2 separate regions of the Rattus norvegicus genome follow, and region 1 is linked to region 2. A link is a contact called in public Hi-C data. All regions are on one chromosome and are shown on one strand. Each heading gives the region's core, a stretch centred on a gene start, on an enhancer-like site or on the middle of the called end of the contact. The rest is flanking DNA. Distances are from core to core; before and after follow the strand shown. Region 1 overlaps Ttc7a (tetratricopeptide repeat domain 7A). Region 2 holds the start of Stpg4 (sperm-tail PG-rich repeat containing 4).

Region 1 (5,974 bases), core at 1,410-3,909, 53 kb after region 2:
GGCACTGGCTCTCTGGGGACACGAGGAGACAAGCAGGGTAAGTCAGTACAAAGGAGCCCATCTCCAAGGGCTTTCTCCTTCCAAGGAAACTGTGGTTGGCCATGGGGCAGCTCTCAACCCTCCTGACACATTCTAATACAAGAGCAAGGTAGACCAGAAGGAGCTTCCACCCAGAGAGAGGGGAGACAGAAAGGCACTCTCTGCTAGGTGTGGGGGATGGCTTCCTGAGGGAGTTTCAAAACTAGAGTGCATGGCTGATGAGTCAGGAAGGGACATCTGCCCAGCGATGTGACAGAGCACAGGGCAAAGAAAGGCGAGGCAGTCAGGTCCCTCTTTCGTTTCTACCCAAGCATGGCCTCCATGGGAATCTGAGCAGGGAGCATGAAAGGCCAAGCGGGTGCTTTGGGTCACTCAGCAAAGTCTAAGGTGAAGACTGGGCAGTGGAAGATGAGGTGAACTGGGCTGGTGTCACTCACCCAAGTGGGCGGGGCCTGCACTGTAGGGAAAGCCTTGAAGGACTGTGCACTCAAGGTACTAGAAATGGCTAGGTCAGAGCCCTGTTTAATATTCCAAGGCCTGTCCCAGAGGCCCCTGGCAAGGGGCCCTCGGAGTTTACTGGCTGGGGCGTGTCTCTAGGGAGATGACCATGAACGTGTTTAGAGACCTGGCCTGACAAAATTCCCAAAGGCACTTGGTGGTGGTACATAGAACACACGTGTAGCCCCCACAAAGGAAACACCAGACAATCAACAGCGCTGATTCAGTCTGACAGGGCCCAGGAGACCACTGTCCTCCCTGTCTGAGACCTTAAGCTGTGGCTGTCCTCGGCAAGGCTGCAAGTTTGCACTGCCGGGAGACTGGTTGGGGGAATGTATCCGGGGTTCTCCAGCATGCCTGCTCACAGCTCTGTGAGGTCACTTAGATTCAAGCCAGTTTGTCTCCCAAGGCACAAAGAAAGGCATCCAGGAAAAGTCTGGCCAGCCGGAGGACGGCTGGCAAGCAAGTTCATCTCTATGGTACACAAACTCAAGACTGGTTCACTCCAAAGCAGGACGTCCAGGGGCTCAGGAGGCTGAGGACGGGTCTGGGCTCTAAGACACACCTTTTATCCGAAAGGAGCTCGGCAAAGTCAGCCTCTGGGGAGCAAGGCATTTGCTTTGGATGCAAATCTTGTCCACCCAGTTTCAGACAGGAGCTCAGGCCCATGTGGGCCTGCAGGGTGTGGAGTGTGGGGGAGAAGTGGCATGGGAGCCCGTGGAAGTGTTCACTAGTCATCTATTCCCTGAGGCCCCCACATCCGGATGGTGCCCTTCCCTGCCCCCCTGCCTGCGGACAGCCTGCAGCTGCTGCAGATGCTCACAGCTCTCTGGCGATGATGGAGAAGGGGAGCACAGGGCTGCTGGCCTCCAGCTCCAGCGCGGTGAGGAAGCAGTCAGCAGCAGCTTCATTGTGGCCTTGGTCCTGCAGCACCTCACCCAGGCCCTGCCATGCTTCGTGGTGGGTGCTCTGCCTTTCCACGGCATCCCGCAGCACCTTCTGGGCCAGGCTCTTGTGGCCCAGCCGACTCAAAATCAGCCCCTGGAGATGAAGCACAGGACCAGGTTAACTGGGCCACCCAGGCAGGGGGAGCTCAGTAACCAGGGCAGAGAAGTAATGTTTTGCTTCTGGACATCAGCCAGAGAGGCCCACAGACAAATGACCTTGGCCTTTACTCATGCAAAACCTATCTGTCCCTGCCCAAGCCCCACCTTAACCCTGTTACCGATAGGTTCCTCTTATCTTTCAAAGATGGGCCTTCAGGTCTAGACCTGATTCTGAGTGGCCCCCTGGGGGGAATTCTGAGCCTTTCATTCGCTCTTCTACAAATGGGGAAAAAAAAATATGTTTTATCAGGGCACGGCCTTCTAAGACCCGTGGCAGAAATGACTCAGTGGATGCAAAGCTGTCCAAGACAGCACCAGCTGGGAGCATGCAGCCCGCAGCGTGGGGCTGCCCCTCATCTCGGTGACAAAGAGGGGAAGAGTCTCTGCCTGCCTCGGCAGCCTGCCCTGGCAGGTGACAGGCACAGGAAGGAGAGGGTCAGGGTGTAGAGTAGTTGCTGAGAGAACGAGCTAGAAGGGGTTCAGGGATCAAAGACCCTAGATGCCTCAGGACAGGAGACAGGAGTACAGCTTGGTGGTTTAGCAGCTCAAAGGACAGTTGCAAAGAGTTGCAAGAGAACTAGAGGGAGTGCCAGGAATTCTCACAGCGGGGATGGGAAGTGAAACCGGCAGCCTTGAGCTTCCCCTTCCTCCACACTGGGGACAAGGGACAGGGTCCGGGCATGGGGAAGGCTTCAGGTTCCAGAAAGGCTGCTTTGTACCTCCCACTGACCTGTCACTTCGAAGGCACCCCAAGGTGCTGAGAAGTGAGCACTTCTCTTGTTCCGAAGAGTGGAGGTAAATCTCCAACTCCTTCCGACTTCCTGGGTAGGCAGGGGACCAGGATGGGGGGCAGGGAGCTGCCTTTGTGCTTGAAGCCCCCTCTTTGCAGCCCGCCCACTGACGGCCACGGACATTTTTAGCTGGGTTATTTTCCTCCTCCCCAAGCTCCCTGGAGTTAGGCCCTTGGTTGCTATGGAGACGCACCAGGAAAGATGTACACGGCTGACTTCAGAAGCCCTAAGAGAGCTTGGAACATGACCAATTAGGCAAGAAGGATGGTCCAGCGGAAGACTGGGAAAGGCTCCGTCTCCAGAGGTGCTGGCTGGAGGTCCTGGGGCCAGAAGCAGGGAGGCAAGACTGACTCCCAGCGTGGCGCCCTCCTACAACCCTAAGCTGGGGAACAGCAGGTGGGGGCAGGGAGTAGCAGTGTCACACGGGGTTTTGACCAGATGCACACAGCAGTGCTGACTCAGGGTTACCAGAACCAGGGGCAGGCAGTGTGTGTCTGGTCAGCAGTGCCCAGGCCACACAGTTCTGCCCACATGGCCAGGACAGGACCTTAAGTAGCTCACAATGGAATGGGGCCCGCAGGCTGGAGGCAAGGAAGTTTCTAGCTGATGGCTGCCAGAACCAAGATGAAATACCAAAAAAGGGAGCCCTGAAGCCTAGGAATGCCACTCACAGGGAGCAACTGAGGCTAGACCTGGCCAGCAGGCCTGGCGGAGGGGGTGGGTCTGCTCACTTCTTTCTCTGAGCTTCCTCTCTGGTTCTTCCTCCCACAGGAAGCTTTATTGGCAAGAAGAGTCCAAATCCTCTGTTCTCCAGCTGGGTCTAGTGATGCAAACCCATCAACCCAGCCTCTGGGGAGGCCGAGGCAGGGGGATGGCAAGTTGAAGGCCTGTCTAGGCTAGCCTGGGGAACTTAGTGCAACCACATCAAAATAGAGAGAGCAGGGGGTAGCTCAATGGTATGTTGTCACTTGCCTAGCGAGTGGGAGGCCTTACATTCAATCCCAGGATGACAGAGAAGGTGTGGGCGTTTGGGGCGCAGTCGGATGTGTCTGCTGGCTGAATGGGTGTCTCAGTAGAGGACAAAAGGCCAGGGCTAAGCAGCCAGAAGGCCTAGCTGGGACCCTAGCAAATGGCCACTGGTCTCTGAGCTGTGATATTCTCATTGGTAAACTGAGGGGTGGTGGTGGTAGGAGAGTCCTTCCTCACAGGGCTGCTGTGAATTCTGGAAGGATGGATCTGGAGAAGGCACAGCCTGACACACAGCAGGCAGCTTGCAACCTCTCTAGGAGGAGCACAGACAGGGGTGGGGCAGGGAGAGGCCAGCACTGGCCACTTCCTTAGAGGGAGGGAGATGGCAGGGTCCTCTGTTAGGAAGGGCTGTGCAGTGGGGCTGGCTTCATGTCCCCCTGCCCCAACATGCTGACCTTAGAACCTGAAAGAAGACACCGGGCCAGGCTGGGGTCAGGCTAAGGCCTGGAGGCCCAGGGCCTGTAACCGGATCTGTGGCCACCTGCCCCTGACACCAGCAGCACTTGTGTTTGGTAGCAACCCAGTGCTGTTTGCTGCCTGACAACTGGGTGGGACCCAAGTACAGGAAGATGCAAGGTGTCCCCTGCTGTCCCCAGCCTGGCGCTGTCCCCAGGGTCCATCAGCACCCTCCTGACTCTACTATAAGAACAGGTCTCCAGGGAGATGGCGAGAACACAGAACTGGTGTCTCAGTTCCAGCCACACATCCCTACGGAGTGCCCCCCACCCCCGCCTGTCCCTCATCTGCTGGGAGGGATCTAGTCCTGTGAAGAGGCCCATAGCTTCTGACCCTTCACTGTGGTGCCAGGACTGGACTGCCCATTCACAGGGATTTGGTAGCCATGCAAAAGTTATCTGTGACCATGGAAGACTAGTTGCAAGGCTCACTTGGGCTGGAAACAGCCATCACCAGGGCTTCTGGAAAGGACAGTACAATGTTCAAAGTCTCCAGAAGTCCCTCTTTCCTCAGCTCTCAGAGGGGCTTCGGCCCCGACTGATCTCTCAGGGCTCTGCTCTCCCAGGAAGCCCTTCCTGAGTTCAGCAAACCTCAAGACATCCCACCTCCACATCATATTTGGTCACTGTGGGGCTCTTGTGTACCTTACCTGACCTGTGCTCCATACGTGTGTGTGTGTGTGTGTGTGCCTGTGTCTGTGTCTCTATGTGTGTGTGTCTCTGTGTGTGAGTCTGTGTGTGTCTGTGTCTCTATGTGTGTGTCTCTGTGTGTGTGTCTGTGTTGTGTGTCTGTGTCTATGTGTGTGTGTCTCTGTGTGAGTCTGTGTGTGTGTCTGGGTGTGTGTGTATCTGTGTGTTGAGTCTGTGTGTGTGTGTCTGTGTCTCTATGTGTGTGTGTCTCTGTGTGTGGGTCTGTGTGTGTATCTGTGTGTCTATGTGTGTGTGTCTCTGTGTGTGAGTCTGTGTGTGTCTGTGTCTCTGTGTGTGTGTCTCTGTGTGAGTGTGTGTGTGTGAGTCTGTGTGTGTGTGTCTGTGTCTCTATGTGTGTGTCTGTGTGTGTGTATCTATGTGTGAGTCTGTGTCTCTATGTGTGTGTGTCTCTGTGTGTGTATCTGTGTGTGTGCGTATGAGAGGGAGGAGGGGGAGAGAGAGAGAGAGAGAGAGAGAGAGAGAGAGAGAGAGAGAGAGAGAGAGAGAGAGATTGATTTCCTTGCCAGTCTTTCTGCTCTAAGCAGGGCAGCAGCTCTCAACAGAAGCCAAGTGGGAGGGACCCCTGGCTCTGCCTTAAGGGCTTCCTGGGCTGACTGTTGCCTCAGGGAGCTCAGGAGGCCTACAAGGGCCCCAAAGCAGGTGGTCTGAGGGGCCTGTGGTTGCTGAGGTCTGGAGACTGAGGGTACAGGGCATTTCCTGTTAGGAGTTGTTTGTTGAGCTACAGGGTAGAACTGCCTGTAGCTAGGTATAGAGAGGAAGGAAGGGCCTTGCTGCCGGTTCTTATACTTAGCACCATCTCACCATCTCACTAGGCGTTCACTGACTGCAGAGGCACAGTGGGAAGGCCACATGGGTGTGTGGGGTTTTAGGGAGCCCACCCTGGGAAGTGGTACTTAGAGCCTCACCAGCTGTGGGCCAAGCTGAGTGCTCCTCCCACCCTTGCCCTAAGTATTTATAGAAGTTATGTAGGGAATTTTCTTCCTGAGCCCCAGGCACCTTCCTGGGATTCTGTAGTGGCCTTTGTGGCTGGGAGGCTGGGAATCCACTGGGAGGCTGCGGGAGCCACAGGCCCCTGGAGGCCATTTGAAGTCACTGGGACTTCGTGGAGGAGCCATTGCACTGGGGGTGGGGGATGGGGATGGGGATGGGGAGGGTCCTCTTCAGGCACACTTGGGGAGACTGCATGCTTCTAGGCCAGTGCTAGCTCCAGATTTGTTCAGGTATGTCACCCTCAACCTGTCCACCCAGACTGGGGACATACCGGTTCTAGAACACAGAGCTAGCTACAGCAGCCAGCCCGTTCTCCTTTCCCGCTGGAGGCAAAGGACGTAAGTCCTTCCAGATC
Region 2 (6,203 bases), core at 2,933-5,432:
TCAGGAGAGCACCATAGAGTTTTAGGGTTAGGTAAGCAGATATGCTGTGTTTCATATGCTTTTGCTGGTTTCAGCCATTGCTTTTTCTAATTTAGGTTCAAGGTATGGTTATCAAGGCTTTTCTGCCTTTTAAATATCTAATTCTGTAGCCAACCAGAAACAAGGTTGAAAGGGTGAGTATAGTTATTAGTTGCGTATGTGGCCCACAAGGTTTAGGGTAGTCCTGGAAGGGAGGCAGCTCATTACACATAGGTTACTGCCTTATTGCTACATAGAGGGGTGTGTGTGTGTGTGTGTGTGTGTGTGTGTGTGTGTGTGTGTGTGTGTGTGTGTTTAGGCACTGCTAACTCTGCTCAGTCTGTGTGTGTGTGTGTGTGTGTGTGTGTGTGTGTGTGTGTGTGTGTGTGTGTGTGTGTGTGTTTAGACACTGCTAACTCTGCTCAGTCTATCCCTCAAGTGAAAACTTCGTATTAATAGGTGGCCATTTGTGAGGCCCTACCATTGAGTGGTGGTAATGTTTTAGCTAAAGTATTACCATGCTGTTAAGCCAGGTGCCCCTGTAAAATGACAGCAGGACTATTAGTAGTTTTTCCAGTTAACAGTCTGGATGTTCAGATAACACTGAGATACAGAAAACCGAGGATAAAGGGAAAGCGGTGCGTGTACAGCTGGCAGCGGTCTTGTCTTTGCTTCCTCGGGGCTGGAATTGGTGTGTGCCACCACGCCTGGCATGTTCCCTTACCCTAGTGCTGGAATCAGCCATGGAGCTCCGTCCCGAGCTTGTTTGTGCCATATTTTAGTGGTTTATGTCAGAGTACAGAAAACATGAAAGGGCTATTATCCTGGTTTAACAGGATATTGAAATAAGATACTTCTATAATCACAACTGTTCAAACCTTTGGAACTGTCTCCCAAGTCTGCCATGTTCGTAGTTTTCATGTATCAGGGCTGTAGTAGTAGTTCTTTAATGCTATCTGTAGCCTGTCTGCTCCAAGATGGTTCTGCCACTTCCAGTACGTTTTAAAGATTGCGTATGCATCCCATGAGTGCGGTGCCTGTGGAGGCCAGGAGGAGGGTCCGGTCTCCTGGAACTGAACCAAGCAGTTGGCTGCCATGTGGGTGTTGGGAACCAACTGTGGTCACCTGCAGGAGCTGCAAGTGCTCCCAGCCAGACGCAAGCCCCGCAGGTTTGGAAGACACCTCTTGTGTCTGGCTGCTGTGCTTAAGCATTTATGGTAGTAACTTTTCAATTTGAGATTCTTCATTTCAGTGAACGGCAGGTTTTAATAATTGATTTTTAAAAGTTGCCACTGTAGGTTCGTTTAAATTTGGGTAGAAAACAAAACTGGTTCTATTGGATTCTGTCGCTTAGACTAACGGCTCTAAACCTGATGTTTCTGGATACACTAAACTGTATATACATTTTACATTTTTTTTAAGTTATTTACATTTCAAATGTTATCCCTCTTCCCTGTTTCCCCTCCACAAACCCCCTAACCCACCCCCAAAGTTATTTTCAAAGAAGTATTTGGCATAAACTTGGAGTCAAAGTCTTCAGCTTTGAGAGGTGAAGATTATCCTTGGGACATAAAGTTTCTAACATTTTTGGAGGTCTGATGGGTAACAGGTATTGGGCTCTGAACATCTTAAACTATTGTTAACCAGAAAATAAATCTCAGTGGTCCTGTATACAGTGGTAGTGGTGGGTATTAGGTTTCTCTTTTCTTTCAGACTACCTCATGTATCCCAGGCCTCTTAACTCTTCGGACTCCACCTTGACGCTCCCTTTCTCCTCTCTCCCCCAGCACTCCATGCCACCCAGGTAGTGGGGTGCACCCCATGCCACACAGTGCCTCGCCACACGAGCTTGGTCCTGGCCCCGGCAATGGTTTCTTAGCTATGGTCAATTGGTTCCATGGGTAAAAGTCCTTGAAATCATTGACCTATATGTTTCTATTTTGAGGTAAACTATTTTTTTCATCTGGTTCCCTTTTCACTTGCACACCATGTGTAGGTTTCTGGACTTCTCTGTACCTTCAGAGTCCTTGGTCTCTAGGGTTTCAGTCCCTGGTCTGCTGGACCACTTTCACAGGCTCAGCCTGAATAAGAAGGTGAACTGCAGCACAGGGCGGACTCCTAACCTAACACTCGGAACTTAATGTTTGTTTTCGTCTTAGCCTCTACCTGCCATTCATTTTAAACTCGATTCCAGGACTTTTAAAAAGTAGTAAATTAAACCAAGTGTGGTGAACATCTGTAACCTTGGCCCTTGGAGACCTGGAGGCCTAGGATGCGGGGGACTGCAGAGTGCCAGCATTTAGGATAAATTGGATGAAATCCTGAGGTAATGGAGACTCAGGCTGGCCCAGGACCCATGTCAGTGGAAAGAGCAAAGCAAATCCTAAAGCTGGCCATGTTTTTCTTAGTTACTGTCCTGGGATCGGAATCAGTTTGTATTTTAACAAAAGCATGCTTCAAGAACAGCAATTAAAAATAAAGTTTATGTGTATGGTGTTTTGCCTCCGCGTATGTGTATCTGTGTACTGTGTGCGCCTGGTACCCTGGGAGGACAGGAGAGGGTTTACAGACAGTTGTGAGCCGCCATGTGAGTGCTGGCAGGTGACCCCAGGTCCTCTGCAGAGCAGCCAGAGTTCTTTAACCACTGAGCAGTCTCTCCAGCCGGGAACGAGTGTTGAAAGGCCCCACTAAGTTAAGATTGATTGATACCAAGACATAACTACTCTCATAGAAGTTCCTCTTGTGCTCCAGTTTGGTTTGGTGTTATGCAGTATACGTGTGTGTGCATGTGTATTCCAGCACTGAAGGAGAGGCCACTTTTGAAAGTCAGTTCTCGGGGGCTGGGGATTTAGCTCAGTGGTAGAGCGCTTGCCTAGCAAAGGCAAGGTCCTGGGTTCGGTCCCCAGCTCCAAAAAAAAAGAAAAAAAAAAGAAAGTCAGTTCTCTGCTCACACCACGTGGGTCCCAGGATATCAAACTCATCAGGTTTAGCAGCCCCGGGAAGTTTTTCCCCCTCCCCAAGCGCTCTCCTGGCCCTGGGAATATTTTTTCAGTTTCTGTGTCTGAGTGTTTTGCCTGTGGGTATGTATATGGCCCCCTGTGTGTGCCTTGTGCCTGCAGGGGTCAGGGGGCATTGGAGCTCCTGGAACTTGAGTCACAGGATTGTGAGCTACCACGTGGGCGTTGGGAACCCAACCCTGGTCCTCCGTAAAAGCAGTAAAAGCAGCTGGTGCTCCCGGCTCTGAAGCCTTTTCTCTGGACTTAGATGTTTTGGGGAACAAAGAAGAAACGATGGAGTCTACTCACTCTTGAAAGTTGGTGGTGAGAAACCAAAACTTCAGGATGCTGAGGGCAGTGACTGGTGCTTTGGGACCGGCAGAGCTGGATCTGAATTCCTGGGCTTCTGTGTGTGGTGGTGTCATTGTCTTAGGAAGCTGTTCTCATTCTTCAAATGGAACCAATTCATGCCTGCTTTGCAGTGCTGCCTTGAGGGTGCCTGAGGTGTGCTGTACCCTAGCTACACTGTAAATGGGGATTAAGGTTGAAAAACCGTTTTCAAAACTTTCTGGGGCTGGAGAGATGGCTCTGAGGTTAAGACACTCACTGCTCTTCCAGAGTTCAATTCCCAGCAACCTCGTGGTGGCTCACAACCATCTGTAATGGGATCCTACACCCTCTTCTGGTGTGTCTGAAGACAGCGACAGTACTCATACACATACAAAAATAAATCTTCAAAAAAATTATTTACAAAAAATCTTTCTGGCTTAAGAAGCTACAGCCAAGAGAAAGGCCCAGTGTGCTAAGGGCCTTGGATGAGAAAAGATGGGTGGTCTGCTGTCATAGCTAAGGCGCTAGCCTAGTGTTCAGGATTGCCCGATTCCAACCCGAAGCGGGGTGTTATGGCAGAACAGGATCTTTGTGTGGTTGATGGTGATTTGTGAGGGAATGGTGGAGTCTGTGGCGTGCCATCAGGGATGGGTAAGCCTGTCTATACACTCCCAAGAACGGGGGAAACTTCACAGTCCCCTGTATTTTGTAACTCACGCACGTGACCATCTCAATGTCCACGGAGTCAGCCTTGCTGGAGCCAGCACTGTGCCTCGCTTCCCTGTCCCCATCACTGGAGGTGGCCTTCAGAACGCTGCGCCGGGTTTTCTCACGCGCAGGCTCGGAATCGGCGGGTGGCCGCGGTTCCTAGCAACCGCCTGGCCTGCCAGCACCGGCTTGCAGAAAGTCCAGGGCGCCATGGCTGAGCCAACCGTTGTCTTAACCTCCACCACAGTACCAAGAGAAGACCTGGGACGTAGGGAGTCGCTCCTAACGACTTCGGTAGGGTAGCCTGTCCCTGGTGGCCCCGCAGCCTCGGCTCAAGGAGCCAGTGCCTTTCCTGCTTCTCTACTTTGGGCCTTCCTGCTGGAGGGAGGTCTTATCGAGCCTGTAGCTCTCAGATTCTTTGTTTTATTTGATTGTGATTTGAATTTCTTTTTCCTGCCACTTCCCTTCCCTCCTCTCTCCACCTCCATTCCACTTCCCGCTACGATTACTATCGGCAGTAGAGCGGTTAGATTTCCATCCTTTCGCTTGCTTCTGTTAAAGAATGAACAGTTTGCAGTTCTATCAGACATGCTGTCTGCCCTGCCTCCTACTTTAGTACTTTAAAAAATAAAATGGGATGAGGGATATTTGGCCTATCATTTATCTTCTCCTTTAAAGCGAATCTAAAATGATAGATGGCTGGATTATAAATCACTTGTCTGGGTCAAATGGAGAGCTCCTTTGCTCTGGACTGGTCCTGCTACCATCCCCAATCCTCTCTCCCTCCCTTCTCTGCTTTGGAGCCGGAGGTGGGAAACCTGTTTTGACCTGCCTGAGAATATTTTCTTTCTGACTGCAAAATGGGGAACTAAAAAAATCAACAGGAATCTAATAAAAGAATGTGCTGAGTGGGAAGCGGTTGGTTTGGATGTATAGCATGGTATATGAAACTATGGAAATTCTGCTGTTCAGAGCAATGTACACAGTTCACACTATAGAACACGTGGACAGATGACAGAGTGAGTTGCATCTGCCATTTTTACCAATTATTCTTCTGGGTATTCTTGCTTGAGACCCCCTATTTCATATTATAAATCGGACATAGAGTTTGATGTTTTTGTGATCTGTAATAGCACAAAAAAGGAGAAGCGAAGCCTCCAAGTTCTGTGGACAGCAGGACTGGAGCAAACACAGACTCATCACAAGTTTATATTGAGTGCTTACTGCAGAGACAAGAAACCCACTGGAAACTGAGGCGCACCCAAGACATCTGCTTCTTCACTTGACAGATGAGATGCTAAAACTAAAGCCTACCGTGGCCTAGTAAATGTGACTGTGGGTGTGTCCCGCCACTCTCTCCAGACAGGGTCATATATGGCTCTCTGTCTGGCCTGGAACTTAACGTGTAGACCAGGCTGGCCTAAAACTCACAGAGATCCACCTGCCTGTCTCCCCGATTAAAGGTGTGTACCGCCACACCTCTGTGTCCAACTAGTGCTTATTTTTACAGTTCTGAGAGAGAGAGAGAGAGAGAGAGAGAGAGAGAGAGAGAGCGAGCTTAATGCAGAACGGTTGGTGAGCAACTTTTCCAGTGCATTCAGTCACCATGCAAAGGAGTTATGGCTTAACACTACCTAATGTTCTTACAACATCGCTGTGAGATCCTTTAGTGTCACCAAAGGGGTTTTAGATACTTAAAGCCTCTTAATATCTTAACAATGTAAGGAAATAGCATGCGTGAAACATGTAGCTTTCATTTTAATAACGATAGCTATTTGGTTTGGTGCAGGCAATTTAGTTTTCCTCAGGTAAATAATTTCCAGAGCTCACCTTCTAAACACACAAGCTGATTTTGTGTTTGCTCATAGAAAAAAGTCAAGAAGATTACAGGCATTGAGAGAGAAGGATGGTGGAGGCTCACAGTGACGGTATGTACGTCCTTGAGAGGGATGGTGGAGGCTCACGGTAACGTCTGTGCACCCTCACTCTTTCCAGTTCAGTGCTTTTTCTTCCCGTTAAGGTTTTAGTCAGTCTTGCCTTTCCAGTCAGCAACACTTAACTGTGAGAAAACCCTGTCTGCTCAGCTCTGCACGGTTTCGTTTCTACTCATAATCTTGGGATTAGCATATGAATGAGAAGTTGGCTTTAAGA

The links. Hi-C and Micro-C count contacts between places; a contact is called where the count stands out from the background.
Region 1: a Hi-C map of frontal cortex shows a contact between it and region 2, with 2.2 times the contacts expected there. The contact joins the enhancer-like site here to the promoter of Stpg4 in region 2. A contact is called at or near these places in 2 of 12 Hi-C or Micro-C datasets (frontal cortex and prefrontal cortex).

Annotation. Positions count from the first base shown.
Region 1 is chr6:12,913,127-12,919,100 of GRCr8, forward strand. It overlaps Ttc7a (tetratricopeptide repeat domain 7A), which reads right to left. Exons shown (of 20, transcript NM_001100756.1): 20 at 1-1,578. The coding sequence ends at 1,357. Among named protein-coding and RNA genes, the nearest start is that of Mir3558, 19 kb to the right of the region's middle. Within about 2 kb of position 2,660, at least 53 of the 93 cell types and tissues checked have an H3K27ac peak or open chromatin away from gene starts, as enhancers often do.
Region 2 is chr6:12,858,231-12,864,433 of GRCr8, forward strand. Stpg4 (sperm-tail PG-rich repeat containing 4) reads left to right here and starts at 4,183. Exons shown (of 7, transcript NM_001163562.1): 1 at 4,183-4,346; 2 at 5,921-5,980. The coding sequence starts at 4,263.